Regions from separate parts of the Mus musculus genome. Here region 1 is linked to region 2. The links are chromatin contacts, called in public HiChIP or PLAC-seq maps. All regions are on one chromosome and are shown on one strand. Each heading gives the region's core, a stretch centred on a gene start, on an enhancer-like site or on the middle of the called end of the contact. The rest is flanking DNA. Distances are from core to core; before and after follow the strand shown. Region 1 overlaps Atxn1 (ataxin 1). Region 2 overlaps Atxn1 (ataxin 1).

What was found. HiChIP or PLAC-seq counts read pairs in DNA pulled down with a chosen protein or histone mark.
Region 1: a contact with region 2 is called in a BATF HiChIP or PLAC-seq map of CD8 T cells, with 28 read pairs. The contact joins two enhancer-like sites. A contact is called at or near these places in 3 of 15 datasets of contacts at CTCF or cohesin (CD8 T cells, the G1E-ER4 cell line and the NIH/3T3 cell line), 34 of 484 Hi-C or Micro-C datasets (CD4 T cells, CD8 T cells, DN3 thymocytes and 19 more), 14 of 115 datasets of contacts at active chromatin or transcription factors (CD8 T cells, DN3 thymocytes, bone marrow-derived dendritic cells and 9 more) and 1 of 9 other capture datasets (embryonic stem cells).

The regions. Positions count from the first base shown.
Region 1 is chr13:45,921,079-45,926,514 of GRCm38.p6, reverse strand. All of the region lies in intron 2 of Atxn1 (ataxin 1), which reads left to right. Among named protein-coding and RNA genes, the nearest start is that of Atxn1, 41 kb to the left of the region's middle. Within about 2 kb of position 1,719, at least 79 of the 459 cell types and tissues checked have an H3K27ac peak or open chromatin away from gene starts, as enhancers often do. A contact at or near this core is called in CD8 T cells, DN3 thymocytes, Th1 cells and 8 more, where this site is marked.
Region 2 is chr13:45,849,515-45,854,634 of GRCm38.p6, reverse strand. Atxn1 (ataxin 1) reads left to right here. Exons shown (of 8, transcript NM_009124.6): 3 at 2,179-2,307. Among named protein-coding and RNA genes, the nearest start is that of Atxn1, 110 kb to the left of the region's middle. Within about 2 kb of position 3,709, at least 85 of the 459 cell types and tissues checked have an H3K27ac peak or open chromatin away from gene starts, as enhancers often do. A contact at or near this core is called in CD8 T cells, DN3 thymocytes, Th1 cells and 8 more, where this site is marked.

The DNA.
Region 1 (5,436 bases), core at 470-2,969, 74 kb before region 2:
CTGAGTATAATTTACTTAATTTTCTGGGGCCTGGGGCGGCAGGGGGCAGGGGGTGGGGGGCAGACTCAGCCATGTCTATAGCATCTTTGTACATCAGCGCGGTGACTTTGTAATTGAGGAGGAGTCTTAATAATAAGTCACTATGATTTTAATTCTATTCTTGTTTTCTGGAAAGAAAAGGTATTCATAATATTTATCAGTCTGGACCAAAAAGAAAGGGTCTAATTACACTCGACATGGCTTGAACTCCGGGGAAACCCATCCGACATGGAACTCTGCTATGAAGTGATTCTGTGACGCACACAGACGTCCTATCAGTTTGCTTTTTAAAAACGATGACGGAGGGAAATAATGCAGTGGGTATAGTGCCTGCCATTTAAGCGTAAGGACCAGGCTTTGATTTCCCCAGCACCCACTTAACGGTTAGGCATGGAGGCATGTGCCTACAGTCTCAGTTTAGCACTAGAGACGAGGATACAGGCAGCTTTCTGGAAGCCTTTGACTGACCTGCCTAGTGCCAGGTTCCGTGAGAGGCCTTGGTTCAGAAATTAAGGGGGAGGCGATTGAGGAGGACATCTGAGGGCGATGTACGGCCTCTCTACACCTGTGTGCACACAAATATACGTGTGCACCCCCACACGTTAACGCACAGGCACACACGTTGCCTCAGCGCCATTAAGATATTCGTTATCAAGAGCTTTCAGTATCAGTGGATTTAATTGTGATTTTTTTTTTTCTCCCTAACTTTTTAACAGTCAAGAGTAAGCGATGCTCCATCCTCAGGCTTCAGCTTAATACGAAACTCTACATGTGTCCAGAAGGTCACATGTACGCCTGTCATGTCTGCGTTTTAAGGAGGCTGTGATGCTTAGTTTTTAGCAACATCATAATCTAGTTACCTGGGAAGACGGAACCCCAGTTGAGAAATTGCCTCCATAGATTGGCCCACATGTGTATGTGAGGAGCATTTCCTTAATTGCTAACTGGTGTAGGATGGCCCATCCCCCCCTGTGGGCAGGGCCATCCCTAGGTGGGAGGGTCTAAGCAGTACAAGAGGTGGAGCTAAACAAGCCAGAGGAAGCAAGCAAGTAAGCAAAATTCCTATACTGTCTCTGCTTCAGTATCTGCCTCCAGGTTTCTTCCTTGAGCTCCTGACATGGAAGTGTAAGCCAAATCAACCCTTTCTTCCCTGTTGCTCTGGTCGGGTGTTTTTTGTTTGTTTGTTTGTTTTTTGTTTTTTATCACAGCAACAGAAGCCTAACTCCGAGCAGAGGGGACCTTGGAATGGGGCATGCGGAGAGATAGGAGCTTGCTTCTTTTGCCAGTCATTCCCACCATGTGCTGGTGTTCTCGCGTTCTTGGCTTGGAGGAAATTGAAAATGCCCGTATTTATTGAGTCCTTCTGTATAGGAATGCTTACGTTTAACTTAAATGTTCTGCTAGCGCCTTTTCTGTTAAACTCAGCAGGGAGGAATGGAACAAATAAGAGTCAGCCTTGTGGGGAAGATGCCTTCTCATACCTGGGTATAGATGCTGTTGTAGGAGAGAAGGAGGCAGTAGGTTCTAGCTAAGTGCTTACAAGTGCAAGTCACGACTGATCTCAGCAACCCCAGAAAGGGAGAAAAACTTGAAAACCATTTCTGAGACTATTTCAAACAAGGTGACTGTCGAAATCTGGCTTCTGATGCAAACTAGATTGAGCTGCTTTGGGGCTGCTTTCATCTGTACATATTTGCCCCGACTTGAACGGGAAAGCGGTTTCCTGAGCCTCCATCTCTTTAGCGGTGAGTCATTTCCCATGTTGTTGAGGCATTTTTCTAGCCTTTTTTTTTTTTTTTTCTGTGTATAGTTCAAGCTTTTCTTTGGCTGTTTTGACTCCTTTAGAAGCTCACAGTAACACATTAACAATCACACTCCTCGTGTAGTAACTAGAATAATAAACAACAGTTGGGGAAGCCCCAGTCAACAGCTCACAGACTTGGGAAGGCTGTGGAGGAGTCTGAGACCAATAGATCCAAGTAAAGTAAACCAATCAACGGACAGAGAGAGAATGGGATGGGGAGAGAAAGGAGAATCACGTTTTTTTCTCATAGCCATGTTTCAAGTGATCTCGTTATAAAACTACATCGATAGACTCTTGCTTTCTTGGCTGTTTATCTGATCCAACTGTCTTCAAGTGGACCATAATGTAAGTAGCAAGTATGACATTAAAATAAGGTGTCTTGTTTCTTTGAGAATCTCATGTTAGTGTGGACTTTTGGCTATTTTGATGTTTCTCTGGGGACACAGGGACTAACAACAAGGAGAGGCCTTGGTGGGATCCCCACAGCTCTGTGACTGATTGCTGTCCCTTCAAACCCTGGAGTCTACGTAAGGCTGGTGTCTGAATGGTTGGCTCTGATGTCTGCATATGGCCGGGGTCTGGATGGGTGTCCTGTGGAAATCTGTAAGCCGGAAGGTTGTGTACAGAGAGCCCCCTGTTTTTTTGCTCTGTTCAAGGGGTTGCTTGTTCTAGTCGAGTGTGCTGTCTCTGGGGAATGGATATGATGAGAGACCACGGTCACAAAAGGTGTCACTGCTTCCTACTGTGCAATCTTGGAAGTAAGCCCATGGTCCTAATGGTTCCACTGGTTAAGGGCATCTACAGGGCTGGAAACGGGGCTCAGTCAGTAAAGTGCCTGCCATACAGGCATGAGGACCCGAGTTTGGCTCCTTCAACTTCTTGTTTAAAACCAAACCAAACCAAACCAAACCAAACCAAAACAAAACAAAACAAAACAAAACTTGGCAGTGTGCACCTACAATTCCACTTCCGAGGAAGCAGAGACAGGAGAATTCCTAGGGGTTCAGGGCTAGTCAGTCTATCTGAATCAGAACTTGAGGGTCAGTGAGAGATCCTGCCTTTTAAAAATAAGTACAAGAGTGCAGAGCAATGTAACGGACAGAAAATGATCCCTGGTTCCTCTGTGCACCTGAGCATGCATGCATGTGCACACACACACACACACACACACAGATACTCATACACACTCAAACACACAGTGCACATATACACACATACACTCACACACACTCACACACTTAAACACACATACCACACACACATACTATACACTCACTCACACACTCACACCACATACTCTCTTTCTCCCTCTTACGCACACACCACACACACACTCACATACACACACACACACCATACACACTCAAACACACAGTACACATACACACACATACACTCACACACACTCATGCACACTCAAACACACATACCACACACTCACTCATACACACTCAAACACACATACCACACACACAGACTATACACTCATTCACACACTCACACCACACACACTCTCTCTCCCTCTTACAGACACACCACACACACACTCACATACACACACACCACACACATACACCACATACTCTCTCTCTCTCCCTCTTACACACACACCACACACACACTCTCATACACACATGCACACACACCACACACACTTTCTATTTCTCTCTCTCTCTCTCTCTCTCTCTCTCTCTCTCTCTCTCTCTCTCACACACACACACACACACACACACACACACACACACGGCAGCGGGGCTCTGAGACTTCATGATTTTTTTTCTTTCAGTTTATACTGAGGAATTGGGCATAGTCACCGCCCCCATTTCAGCTTCTCATGAAGTCTGTCCATATTTAGACAAACTGCCTCACTGCACTTAAGACAGTAGAGCCCTTAGCTCACCTGCCTGGAGGAGCTGATGGAGCAAAACCTCAGACTGAGCCTTGTGACTCACGGACTTAAATGCTGTTACCATGAGAAGACTCTTTTGAGTATGAAGTCATTGTGCTTGAGGTTCCTTTGAGCTGCCCTCAGAGGCTCTTTCATGAGCCGCACTAGAACCGACATGCTTTGGTTTGATGCGGAGAAACATGAGAGTTTTTTTTTTTTTTTTTTTTTTTTAAAAAAAAGGTCAGGAACTTGAGTTTGAACCGTTGCCAGCAGCTTTCGGATGGTAGAAACGTTATCCCGTGATAAATATTTAGTGAAGCTACTTGGCTCATGGGTTTTTTTAAAATGGCTTTTGGGTTCAGGAATTTTGAAAAGTCAGAGATTCTTTGTAATTCAAATTTCCTTCTAAGGAAGGCCGTACACTGTTATTAATTTAAATATATATATATACACTTAGAAGTTAAAATTGTGTAATTATCTTAATGCTTTGGAGAGATTCTTTTGTGACTAAACATTGGAACTTCTTCTGTTGAATGCAGGGAATTTGTCCAGAAAAGCTTAAGGAAATTTAGCCTACGCAGTGCAGTTTGCTCGACATCTAAGTAAAAGACTCAGCTGCAGGGGTCATAAATAACACAACTCTATTTTATCTATGAAAGATGGTGTTTGCGTTCGGTCTCTTCATTCTTTTCTTTAGGATTAAATAATAATTGCAGCTCACTTCTTGGGCTTGATTTATAGTATGAACTTACATGCATGCTGACTGTATGAAATTGAACTCGTTTTAACTATCCAAGGAAGGTTGTTTGAAAAAAAGATGATAACCATCATTTTTTATAGCGTGTAAATGTCTGGAGATTCTTAAAGCAAGAGCCAAGATGATAATACCATATGTCATTGCCTCTGGAAATAATTCCTGCTCCCACTACACACACACACACACACACACACACACACACACACACACACACACACACACCTTGCAGGAACTCAGGCTCTGTAGTAGAAAGACTTTGAAAAACAGGACAATCAATGGCTTGCATTCCATAGTAGAATTCTCCCTTATTTCTAAGAAGTTTGCATAAATGTTTCCTGGAGTATTTATATATATATATATATATATATATATACCAACAAATAAGGAGTGTGTGTATGTGTGTGTGTTTATGTGTGTGTGTATGTGTGTGTGTTTATGTGTGTGTGTGTTTATGTGTGTGTGTTTATATATTTGTGTGTGTGTGTGTGTGTATGTGTGTGTATTTATGTGTGTGTATGTGTGTGTGTGTGTGTCTGTGTGTGTGTGTGTGTGTGTACAGGAGGCCTGAAGTTCACATAGGCTGCTTTCCTTGTTCTCTCTCCACTTTACATGTTAAGGACACAGGGTCTTCTACTGAACTCAGAGCTCACTCTTTAAGATAGTCTGGATCGCCACCGTTCTGGGGATTCCTGTCTCCACAAGGTCCCAAGATCTTTGGAAACTGTATCCCCAGTACCTCCAATGTCCGGATGATTGTTCTAGGGCAAAAGTAGTCAGTTCAGTGAGATTTTTCAAAGGATTTTCTGTCTCTCAGACAGCCTGTAAGAACCACTCACTGAGAACCAAGACGCAGAGCTGCCTGAGAATACCTACTCGGAGAGATGCCGATGCAGACCTAATTACAGGAAGGAAGCCATCAGTCAGTCACCTTTTCATACAATTAAAAAT
Region 2 (5,120 bases), core at 2,460-4,959:
ATTGAGACTCTCTTGGGTTCTGTTGTTGTTGTTTTCTTTTTTTTTTTTGCTGTTGTTGTTTTGAGGGAGATTTCTGTTTTCTTATTGTGTAGACCCGGCCACCCCAACTTGCAACGTAGACTATGCTAGCCTTAAATTTGTGGTAATCTTTTGATTGTATAGAAGGCAGCTATGCATCACCATGCCTGGCTTTTGTGTCTTTCCTTTAGGGGGTCAACTTCAGCCCTAATTCCTGGCTCCATGCTGGCTGAACCTTAGTATAAAAGTTGGGGGAAGGGCAGAGTGTCTGTCTTCAGGCTCTCTCCTCTAAACATCCAGAACTACAGTTACAGTCTGATGTAGCCACCATCCTCAGAACTGGGTGTCCACCTTCCCCCAGGTTTTCAAACTAGATAGGAGACACGTACTGTAAAGCTAAAAAAAAAAAAAAAATCTAAAGGGCTGGGGGGGGGGGGAAGCTTCTTTGAAGTCTACCTCCAAACTCTCAAGTAGCTACTGTCAAAAAAAAAAAAAATAGGGTTTAATCATGGTTCAAGGGGAACTGGAACCCTAGCTGAGGAGAATGAATTTTAAATACAGCTTATGAAGGAAAAGAACTTTCCAGAATGGCTGTACGTTAGGTGGTCCCCGTGTAGGACCCCTCAGCAGTTCCTAGTTTGGGTGAGGAGTCATGAATGCCGTTACTGTTCATTTCATACCCACCGTGTACAGCAATTAGTGCTTTCTCTGGGAGGAGATGGTATTTATCAAGTTTATCAAGAGGCAGGTGGGGCAGGCAGTGTGTGGCGGGGGGAGGGGGGCATCAACTAGCCATGGGTAGTGCAAAATGGAAATTTCCTCTCTCTTGCATGCTGTTGTTTTATTTTGTTCTATCCTAAATGCTCCATACTAAATAATATATTTGCTCATCAATCAGACAGATGCTCATTCAAACGTGAGTGAGTTTGAAATCACGAATGGTTTGGGTTAAGTCACCCCACTGGAGTTGGCTTTTATATGTTTTTAATTTCATGTGGAGTATTTATTGGGTGTGCTGGGACCTTTTTTGTGAATAAGATGCATAGCCATTTCCCCCCCATAGCTCAAGCAATAAGGTAGTCTTGAAAATGTTTTCATGACAAAGAGCCAAGAAAGTAGCCAGATTAACTTATTTTGTTCCTTTCTAAACATTTCAGGATAGTTAGACCTGAGAGGAAGGCATTTTTAAACACAGAAGCCCTCTGTGTAGCCTACGCTGGCCTTGAACTCCTGAGCCTCCTGCCTCTCCCTCCTGAAGGCTGGGATTATAGGTGTACAACATCACACACAGCAGTCTCAGACTGTAACAGGCTGAATGCGTGATTTTTAAAAAACAAAACAAAACAAAAAACTTCTTCTGCTTTCTACCCTTGATACCTAGAAGTTATTATATTTAGTTATTCAGAGGTCAAGAGTCTTTACTTCATTCAGTTGATAAACTTGGTATTTTGCAAGCACATGCCTATTGAAAAATACTAGCTTCACCAACATGGTTTGCTTCTTTCTCTCTCTCTCTCTCTCTCCTTTCCCCTCCCTCCTCCTCTCCTCTTTTCTCTTCTCTTTTCTTTCTTTCTTTCTTTCTTTCTTTCTTTCTTTCTTTCTTTCTTTCTGTCTGTCTGTCTTTCTTTCTTTCTCTCTCTCTCTCTCTTTCTCTCTCCTTTCCCCTCCCTCCTCCTCTCCTCTTTTCTCTTCTCTTCTCTTCTTTTCCTTCCTTCCTTCCTTCCTTCCTTCCTTTCTGTCTTTCTTTCTGTCTTTCTTTCTTTCTTTCTTTCTTTCTTTCTTTCTTTCTTTCTTTCTTTCTTTCTGTCTGTCTGTCTGTCTTTCTTTCTCTCTCTCGCTCTCTCCTCTCCTCTCCTCTCCTCTCCTCTCCTCCTCCTCCTCCTCCTCCTCCTCCTCCTCCTCCTCCTCCTCCTCCTCCTCCTCCTCCTCCTCCTCCTCTTCTTCTTCTCTCTCTCTCTCTCTCTCTCTCTCTCTCTCTCTTTCTTTCCAGTATTTTAGGGTACCACTGTAGAGAGGATGTGTGATAGCTTTGTTCAGGTGGCTGACAAGCTTGTTTGACATATAAGATAGACATTGAGAACACCCAGGGATTTCCCCTGCATCATCACCAACTGCTTGAAGTGGCATTTTCCACTCTGACTTGCTGTTTGGTTTTGTTAGATTGCAGCATCCTGGAACAGAATGAAAGGATCTGTGTTGAAACAGCTACAGTAGGGTTACAGTAGACCCTGAGAAAAACAGAGTGGACTTCAGCCTGCACGGATGAGCTTGAAGCAGGAATGGTTTGGGGTAAGTCATCCCTTCGGGGTTGGTATTTGCATTTATTTAGATTTCTTGTGGAGTATTTACATATGTGCTAGGATATTTGAGTGAGTAAGATGCATAGCTATTTTTTCCTCCATAGCTCAAGCAATAAGACTTCAGGGTAAGACCCTTGTAGGTAGGGAAAATGAAAAAAACAAACAAACATCAAACCAACCAAACAAATAATAGCAACAACAAAAATGCAGGTGACCACCCAACTCTACACACAAACAATAAATAATGTGTGTGGTCTGTAGGTCCTATTTTAGCCAAACTCATAAGGGATTAATGAGTCATACAGAGGAGGTCTACTTATCTGGTGATACCCTAATACAATACTGTAAGCAGCACTGGAGCAGGCAAGGTAGAGAGCTATCATCAGTAGTTTCCAGACCGCATTCAACAAGTGCTTCCTGTGTAACTTGTAAACGTGGGGTACAGTGTGGTCAGTTGAAAGAAGTATACAGTGTGTGATTTGTGATCAGGGTAGTTAGAATTTTCTTCATAACTTTTGGTCTGTTCTCATGTTGGCAACCTTTTGGTTCTCCCTTCCATTTTCCTCTAAAATTTATAATATGTTGTTGTGAAATATAGCGACCATCCTGGCCGTAGAATGTAGACTTTGGTCATTCTGTTTATTGGTGTTCTTGGTCCCCTGAGTGACAACCTTGGCCCGAGTTACAGTCTAAAAATTCCAAGCTTTAAATACATATTTTTAAAAGATACAAACTATATACTAAAACAATATAGGTTCCTCGGGATGTCTTTTTGGCTTTATTCCTGGAAGCAATCCTCAGATCGGAGCTTGTCTCCACCTATGGTGGAGGGCATTGGGAGAGCATAGTACTTGCTATGACTGGCCTGTAAAAGTGCATGGACCCTATTGATCTCCCTGGCCTCCTGCAGATTGAAAACTCCATGTCTTCTGGTACAGTTATGTAACCGTGGTCTCCCATTCTCCCTGGTGGAATTCATTGTGTGCCTGGGGCAAACTATCATTTGCAGGGAGTTAGGGAGGTCAGCCTATGTGCAAGTGTAGAAGAGAAGGTCCAGTCCCCAAGGGACTCATCTCTATTGTCTTTCGGCGAAGCAGGACTTTCAGACTTGGTGGTTAATAATTTAATTCCCTTGTGACATTAATAAGGGAGTGTTTCATGAATTTTCTATTAAAATAAACAAAGCAAGGGTCTTCTAAATTCTTGTCCTTCTTTTTTTTCTCTCTCTCTTTCTATTGAGGTCCCAGATTTTTATCACTGTGTGACAGACTGTCTGAGTAGAAGCCCTTTCACTCCATGGAGCCTCAAATCTTTGTTGTCCATTGAGAAGGAGGTTCTGGTTTTTCTTTCTAACTAAACATCTCCTTCCTGAAAGCTGAGCTGTGAGCAGCAGTTAGAATGATGGTCACATGTCATTCTTGTTAGCAGCTGGCTGTCTGCCTCAGAGTGGCACATTATTTGGGTTTCATAACAGCATTTTCTCTCTCTAGCAAAATGTTAAATGATAAGGAGCAGGAAACCGCATGAGTTCTGCAGAGTGGCACTGTAGACTGGGTGTGATTTGGAGAAACCAGGTTATGACTGTCCCTGGGGAGAGTGTCCTTCCTGTCTGGTTCCTATCCTAGCCCCTATCTCTGCCCCCTATATGTCTACTGTGTACAGTGGGCCATCATGAATCACAAACCTGCTGAAGACATTTGCTCGGGGTTACCTATGGACCAGGCTTGCCCTCCAGAACCCAGGCTCTCATTTATAAGTTCTGCCTGAGTTCTCAGACAACTACGGAAACCCTTTTGATGAATGCCTGTGACCCTCGGGCACTACCTAGACCTGTGTGTTTTCTGGTACCCCATTTAGGTTGCAGCCTGCTGTAGGACAGGACCCATGTCACAGTCCAGTGTTTCTCAATGGTGGTCTCATCTCAGGATCTCCTGCATCTGACTCACCAGGATGTGGTTATTAAAGTCAAAGACACAGTGACACCAGGCTGAAGGAATCAGAATTTCTGGGGGTGGGGGTGGGGGGATGGGGAAGCTCGCATGGCTTGCTCCACCTAAACTCTCTGCCTACTGGGGTTTCAAACAAGTGTCTAGAGACTAATATGAATATTCCCCTTGTCCAGCTTCAGGTCTGAGTACAATGAAGATCCCAATGCAATGCTCCCTTATTGATCTAAGCAACATTCACCATGAGAGTCACATTTACCTTTTGATTTATCAGTTTTTAATGACAAAAATTGAGGGATCCTATCCGCCTTTTGGGGAATAGGAAGTCAGTATATATAAGCTCTCAGAAACCCAGTTCCAACTAAACTCACAAAGCACCCTCTACCCCAGGCCAGAGGCTCTTGGAAAACACTTATGTCTCTTTCTTCTGTCCCTTGTAACAGCAGCAGATCCTTCTGGGGTCTGGTATCAGGGCACATCTGCTCTGTGCTAGGCAGCTGGAGGAGCCACAAAAGAGCCGCCAACTCCCAAGGCCATATCAGCTGCCCTCAGCACTTGATGCTGAGGTGTTATCTCCTTCAGCTGTTAGGACTTTCAGGTGGTCAGTGTGCATGGTAGGAGAGCCATCCTGTTATGGAAAGAGACGATGTTAAGCCCCAGTGGCCCCACGGTGGCAATGGCAGAGTCTGGGTTCAAGTCTGATGTTAACAGATTACGATGGTGACATTTGGCTCTTCTTTCTTCCTTATGCTTTGCTACCCATCCTGGAACCCTGGGGGCAGTCAACCACCTTTGCTTGATTCCAAAGAAATCTGTGGTGTCTATCTATGCTTCTGGCAGAACTCCTCAGTGGTTT